Regions from separate parts of the Cricetulus griseus genome. Here region 1 is linked to region 2. A link is a contact called in public Micro-C data. All regions are on one chromosome and are shown on one strand. The core of a region is the stretch at or near the end of the contact, and the rest is flanking DNA. Distances in the headings are between cores, read along the strand shown. Region 1 overlaps Ptpdc1 (protein tyrosine phosphatase domain-containing protein 1). Region 2 has its middle 12 kb from the start of Mirlet7d.

The links. Hi-C and Micro-C count contacts between places; a contact is called where the count stands out from the background.
Region 1: a Micro-C map of the CHO-K1 cell line shows a contact between it and region 2, with 3 times the contacts expected there. The contact joins two enhancer-like sites. A contact is called at or near these places in 5 of 8 Hi-C or Micro-C datasets (the CHL-YN cell line, the CHO-K1 cell line, fibroblasts and 1 more).

What each region holds. Positions count from the first base shown.
Region 1 is chr3:268,379,989-268,383,425 of CriGri-PICRH-1.0, forward strand. Ptpdc1 (protein tyrosine phosphatase domain-containing protein 1) reads right to left here. Exons shown (of 10, transcript XM_027409982.2): 7 at 639-1,885. Among named protein-coding and RNA genes, the nearest start is that of Ptpdc1, 38 kb to the right of the region's middle. Within about 2 kb of position 1,298, at least 1 of the 6 cell types and tissues checked has open chromatin away from gene starts, as enhancers often do.
Region 2 is chr3:268,305,351-268,308,904 of CriGri-PICRH-1.0, forward strand. No RefSeq gene overlaps it. Among named protein-coding and RNA genes, the nearest start is that of Mirlet7d, 12 kb to the right of the region's middle. Within about 2 kb of position 2,196, at least 1 of the 6 cell types and tissues checked has open chromatin away from gene starts, as enhancers often do.

The sequences.
Region 1 (3,437 bases), core at 48-2,547, 74 kb after region 2:
AACTGTACACTCTAAGAGCCAAGAAATAAATGGGTTTCTGAGTCCTCCTCTCAGATATAACACACCACAGGGGTCATTTCCATTTGCTATCTCTAAGCCTCAAGGGACCCTGTTGGAACGAGGCCAGCAAGTCTGTGAGAGAGCAGGCCAAGAAGGCAGGCCTGACTCACCACCTGTACCAATAAGCTTTGGGAAGTAAATTGCTTTATTTTTGTCACTAGGACCAGTGGTTTCCAAACTATGGTCCTCGATCAGAAAACCCTGCAGGCCAGTTCCTAACATCACCATCTGTAGACCTGGCTGCCCCTAGAAGAAAGCTACCAACATTAACATCGTGTATGGAACAAGCATCATGCCAGGTGGATTCTTGAACACAGAAATTTAACTGGAACTAAACAAACGCCCTGGGTCATTTCTACATCAGGTTCACATCATACTGGGAAACCTCAAGTTCCATCTTCTCATTTCTGTAATTGAGAAGTTTGGGAAAATTTGTTACGTGTTTTTGTTCTGACAAAAACATTTCTGTGTGTGTATATGTGTAGAATATATACATTTACATATATGTGTATATGTATGTATATATACTCTATAAATATTTAAGTACATATATAATTAATTAATTGAAATACAAATACCTGCCACATTTCCACTTTCCTTTTCACTTCCTCCTTTTCCACAAACTCCTTTAAATTTGCAAGGGCTTTGGCTGCCAATATCCTCCTGGCTTCAGCACTCAGTTCAGACTGAAAACCATCATCTGGCATTGCTTCCAACAGGGATGAGCTGCCTTGGCTTTCCTGAACATGTGGGCACTGTGACTTAGGACTGGAGCCACAGTTTAGAGGGCTGCAGGGAGTCCTCCCATCCTCCTGAACAGAGCCTGGAACCCAACCACTAGGAGCTTCACAATGACTGTGGGTGACTTGCTCTGGTTCCATATGAACACCTGCAAAGTTGGGTGTCACTGGTTCTCCAGGATTGTGTGGACAAGAAATACCCACAGAGAAGGTCCTGCTCCGCTGTACTTCCTTTGGAATGTCCTTCCTACAGAAGAGTGGTGACCCATTGTCCTTGAGTCCTTCTAAGCCTCGGCACTTTGACTGAGTCCAGAAGGAAAATGTACTGTGAACCAGTGCTTCCTTATTTAAACCTAGCTCTGAAGTCGGTGGTATGAAACAGTTGCTGATTTGCGCCTGGTGCTGGAGGCTGTGGCCCAGCAAATCCTGGGCAGGCACTGTCCAGGGTGTCTCCCCTTGCTCCAGGATAGCTTTGGCCCTCTTTAAGTCTGAGTCACTGTAGCTGAGCTGTCTTTTCAGATGCGTCAGGGGCTGAAGACTCTCTGCATCCCTCCTCTTCCAGAGGGGGTCAAAGTCTTGCTCATTAGAAAGACTCACATCCTGATTCTCAAACTCGGCCACCACTGCAGTGGGGTCAAACGGGTCAGGTGCATCACTGTTCTGCCTCAGTAACTCTTGATCCAGTTGCATTGTGACCATCTCAGACACAGTCTTCTCGATTTCAGCAGAGAGGCCAGGTCCTTCTAGCTGGCTCTTCACTACTACTGGCCTGTTCTCAGCCAAGTCAAGCAGCAGCTTGCAAACTAGGTGGATGATCTTTGGCACGTATTTCAGAAGTCGTGCCTCATAACCATGAAGCAGATGACGCTGGCGAATCAGGTACTGGGCTAAGGTAACAGCATGTGCTTTGGGATCGCAGCAAGAGAAAATATTACGGAGTGGAGCCAGAAACTGAGTGAATTCCCGTACACAGAGCAGTTGCCCTCTGGTCTGTATGGAATTGGGGCGTTTTGCCCGCACAAATATAATTGCTTGGTCAGCAGTCATTCTTGTTGCAAAAACTAAATAACATGCTATTAGGACACCTAGACAGTAAAGAAGACTCACATGAGAAAAGACTCGTTTATGTGCCAGTGTTTGGTGACTTTAAAGCCTGAATGCTGTTAATAAATCATAAATACAAGCACATTTAAAGGATAGTAATGACACCTGCCAGCTCTTTGTTGCTTTTAAAAAAAAAAAAATACAGGTTATCATATAACCTAGGCTGGCCTGGAACTCTGTATACAGGCAAGGATGACCTTGAACTCTTGATCCTCCGGCCTCTACCGTCCAAGTATATACAAGTATATACCACCAGGCTGCTTTTATGTAGTTCTGGCTATCAAACTCAGGACTTCCTGTATGCTAGGCAAGCGCTCTACCACCTAAGCGGCATCCCCAGCCCCTCAAGCATTCATTACTGCAAAGACTTTTACACATCTTTGTGGAAGTTCCTTCCTGTGACTGAGTCAGCTTTGCCCCAGAGATGAGCCAGCACAATTGGCAGGTAAAGGGCTGCTGAGGTGAGGAGGACTTAAAAACTAAGCTGAGGGTCTGGTCGAGCCTCCCCATGCCTCACTCTGGCATGAAGGAAGCCAAACCCTGACCCTGCACTGCTCTGGGGTAAACAGCTCTTGATGCTTCCATCCGATCCGCCACCCACTCTGCCCTGGGAACGCCCTGCTCTGGCATCTCTGCCACCCACTGCCAGGACATTCTTGCTGAGCCCTCTCCCAGGTTGGGAAGGTTTTGCTTTGGGGATTATTACATCCATACATTCTACTTCTCTGCCTGACAATTCTTCCAAATGGTGTCTACACTAGTCTGTGTTTTCTCCAGACCACGGTGTGACTCTGTCACATAAGCAAACGCTATAAGGATGTCAGCTGCAACAGTATAATGGCTTGGTTTTCATTAGTTACTCATTGTTAAGACTCCAGAATCAATTAACTATAATACAACAGCCAACAACTCTTAATGTAAAAGACAGACACATAATTCCTAAGTTTGTGAACATCTAGTTATACATGAAAATCAGAACCTCTGAGAACTGCATGTCCTCCAGTTTGCAGTGAACACAATGCAGCTTTCTCATGGGGACATCACACATCTTTAGTATAAGGATAAATATCTGCAGAGGTATAACATGTAATGTCCAGGAATAAAGACATTTTGGCTTTATCCTAAGAGTTGCCCAAACCTACATGAGTTGAATACTAGTCTAGGATGCTCCTAGGCAGGTAGGAAATCCCACGGCAGGGGATATACACTGGGGTGGTTTTGTCTAACAAATCACATGACAGTGAAGCTATCCATCCCAGGCCTTTCATTTTTGCTATCAGACCAGCAATGTAATGAAGTTTGCTGCGTGTTTATATAAAACCACTGACTTTCACACAGAACTTTATATGCAAACAGTCTTCTTCAAGTACAGAATCCTTATAAATCCCAAGATAGACATGGCATGAAAGATGGAGCCAGACACTGATGGATGTAATAGAGACCCTGCCACTCCCTGAATGTAGCAGACTACTACATTTTCTTAGACTGCAGTTTGACTCCTATTGTTGCTAACAACTTCAAAGGACAGTAAAT
Region 2 (3,554 bases), core at 946-3,445:
ATCTATATATTTATAAAGACTTATCTAATTGAGGATGCTGGCAGTGTGCGTCCTATCTTGTCAGGCTCACATGACGGCTCCAGAGAGAAGGAGGAAGAGGACAATTTCCTGATTGTCCCTGCTTATATTCTGATTCTGCCTGATATGTCACTTCCTGCCTGGATCACAAGACTTTACTACATTTCCCAGAATCCTCCTCAACTCCTAGTCCTGCCTAACTTGCTTCCCTATTGACCAAACAGTGATTTATTTATCACCAATAAGACAAACATATACACAGAAGGACCTCCCCTATCAGAAAGGAGCTAGGGCAAGAGACACACTGCAAAGACACACCCCCAGTGACCCACTTCCACCAGCTAAGCACTGTCTCTCAAAGCATTCATAACTTCCCAAGACAGCACCATCAGCTGTGGACTGTAAGTACAATACGTGAGCCTATAAGGAACACTTCTATTCAAACCAGATTATTACCCAAGACTAAGCATTCAACATCACAGGCATGTGCTCAAGGTCATTTAAGCTCAGATAAAGAAGACATCCCTGTGTTCATCTTCACCTTACTTACACCTTTCACATACCCAACAGCCAACCCCAAGGACCACTCGCTGCTTCCCATACACCCCACCTGTCCTTCCCTTACACCCCACCTGTCCATCCCTTACACCCCACCTGTCCATCCCATACACCCCACCTGTCCTTCCCATACACCCTACCTGTCCTTCCCATACACCCTACCTGTCCTTCCCTTACACACCACCTGTCCTTCCCAGACACCCCACCTGTCCTTCTCAGACACCCCACCTGTCCTTCCCTTACACCCCACCTGTCCTTCCCAGACACCCCACCTGTCCTTCTCAGACACCCCACCTGTGCTTCCCATACACCCCACCTGTCCTTCCCTTACACCCCACCTGTCCTTCCCAGACACCCCACCACCTGTCCTTCCCATACACCCCACCTGTCCTTCCCAGACACCCCACCTGTCCTTCCCAGACACCCCACCTGTCCTTCCCAGACACCCCACCTGTCCTTCCCAGACACCCCACCTGTGCTTCCCATACACCCCACCTGTCCTTCCCTTACACCCCACCTGTGCTTCCCTTACACCCCCCCTGTGCTTCCCTTACACCCCACCTGTCCTTCCCATATACCCCACCTGTGCTTCCCATACACCCTACCTGTGTTCTCCTCCCATGTACCAACTTCCCTCCCATTATTTCTCCCCAGAAATACCCTCCCAACAAAACATATCAAAAGCCCTTTCTGTTTTTACATATGCCAATTTTTCTCATTATCCAGACATAGTTGAGGTATAGATACACTGAGCAATAAGTCATATTAGGTAAGTTTTTCAAGTACCTCAGGAACCTTGAATGTTAAGATAATTAATCTGTAGTAGTAGAGGGTCCTCAGCATTGAGGAGCAAACAAAGGGTTAGGACAAGTGAGAGGGTTTGGGACAAGGACTTTAAAAGCAGTGTTTTAGAATATGTCCTTGAGGTTAGGTAGAGCCCTGGAAAACTACTTACAGGCTACAGAATTCAGTGACTCTAAACAATAACTTTGGCATAAAAATGTGGGTTCTACACTTGCACAAGTCAGTTCTAGCATGCCAGTCACATTACACACACACACACACACACACACACACACACACACAGAGAGAGAGAGAGAGAGAGAGAGAGAGAGAGAGAGAGAGAAGCATTTAATTCTCCATATCACCATACAGTCAAAAAAAAAAAAACATGAGGGACAGAGCTATTTTTCCCCAACATCACATGCATAGTAAGAACTGGAGTTAAAAATCCATTGAATATATATTTGTGACAGGGGTGGTATAAGTGGCTTCAGTACTCAGTCAATGTATGCAGCTCTAGGTGAGAAAAGACGGCCTAAATCATAAAGTAGAAGTAACAAAGAAGAAATGAGCTGGGTTCCTTGGATACTGAAGTTGGAGATCAACAGAATTATGTCATTATCAATGGCATACCAAAATACATTTTATAGAACTCCCTTACACACATTATTCCAGAACTAAGAACTGTGAGGCATGCAAGGCAGGACATTTTATTGCTTTGCAGGCAAAGACATTGAAGCATTTCTGGGAGGAGGCAGAGCTACTCCTGCATCGTTTCCCCATCACTTCCCCCATAGCTGTATCAGCAGGACTGCTGGGGTTACAGTGAGGTAAGCCCAACTTACCCGCCTAAGCACAGAGGAAGTCTGACGGAAAGCTGATGGCGCATTCTGACTGGCAGAACTCAGAGACAGCTGTGGCTGGCATTAAGCACTTCCACTGAGAAAGGAGAAAAGTCACCAAATATGTCTTTCTGCCCTTAGTGATAAAACATTTCTAGCCATGCAATGAGGCCTTCTGTTTTATGGTGGTGGTGACTGTTTGTTTGTTTGACAGGATCTCACTTTGTAGTCCAGGCTGGTCTTAAACTCATAATCCCCTTGACTTCATAATACTTGATGGAACCTGCCAAACAAGGCACCTAACTCTATGGTAGAGTGCTTATGCACTGCACCCCAGGGACTGGAGGGAAAAGAAAGATGGAGTCCTGCCTGTCCCCGAGCACTCCAGAGGCAGGGGCAAAAGGATTAAGAGATTATTCAAGGCCGACCTAGGCTATGTAGCTAGACTTTGTTTCAGAAAAACCAAGAAGGTAGAGATAGAAGATGAGGGGAGAAGAAAAGGGAAGAGGAGCCCCAGGAGGAACAACTTACAGGTACAAAGATTTGAAAGGCGGCAGATGTGGAGGCATAACACATTTACAATCCCGGTACTTGGGAGGCTGAGGCGGGAGAATTTTAAATTTGAAACTAGTCTGGTCTGGGTGACATATCTGGTGAGACCCTGTCTTACAGAAATAAAAATAAAATACTGCACACACATAAAAGTTAGAAACAGGGAAAATGACATGGTTCTATATGGTATAACGGATCTTTTTTAATTTAAAATTTTTTATTCATTTTCTATACCAACCACAATTACCCTGCCCTCCCCTCCTCCTGCTCCCACCCACCTCCTCCCAACCTTCCCCCCTGGCATATCCCCACCCCACATCGAGGCAGTGCAAGGCATCCCACCATATGGAATGGGCTCCAAAAAGCCAGTTCATGCACCAGGGATAGATCCTGGTCCCACTGCCAGGGGTCCCACAAACAGTCCTGGCTACACAACTGTCACCAGCAAAGGGCCTGGTTTGGTCCCATGCTGGCTCCCCAGCTGTCAATCTAAAGTCCATAAACTCTCATAGTTTGGGTCATCTGTCTCTGTGGGTTTCCCCATCGTGCTCTTGACCCTCCTTGCTCCCTCTCTTCAACTTGGCTCCTGGAGCGTGGCCTGGTGCTTGGATGTAAATCTCCCCATCTGCTTCCATCAGTTACTGGATGAAAGTTCTATGATGACAGGGTAGTCACCAATCTGATTGCAGGGGAAGGCCAGTTCAGGCACCCTCTCCACTATTCTTAGGAGTCTTAGCTGGGGTCATCCTTGTGGATTCCTGGGAATTTCCCTAGCACCCAGGTTCTCCCTAACCCCAAAAT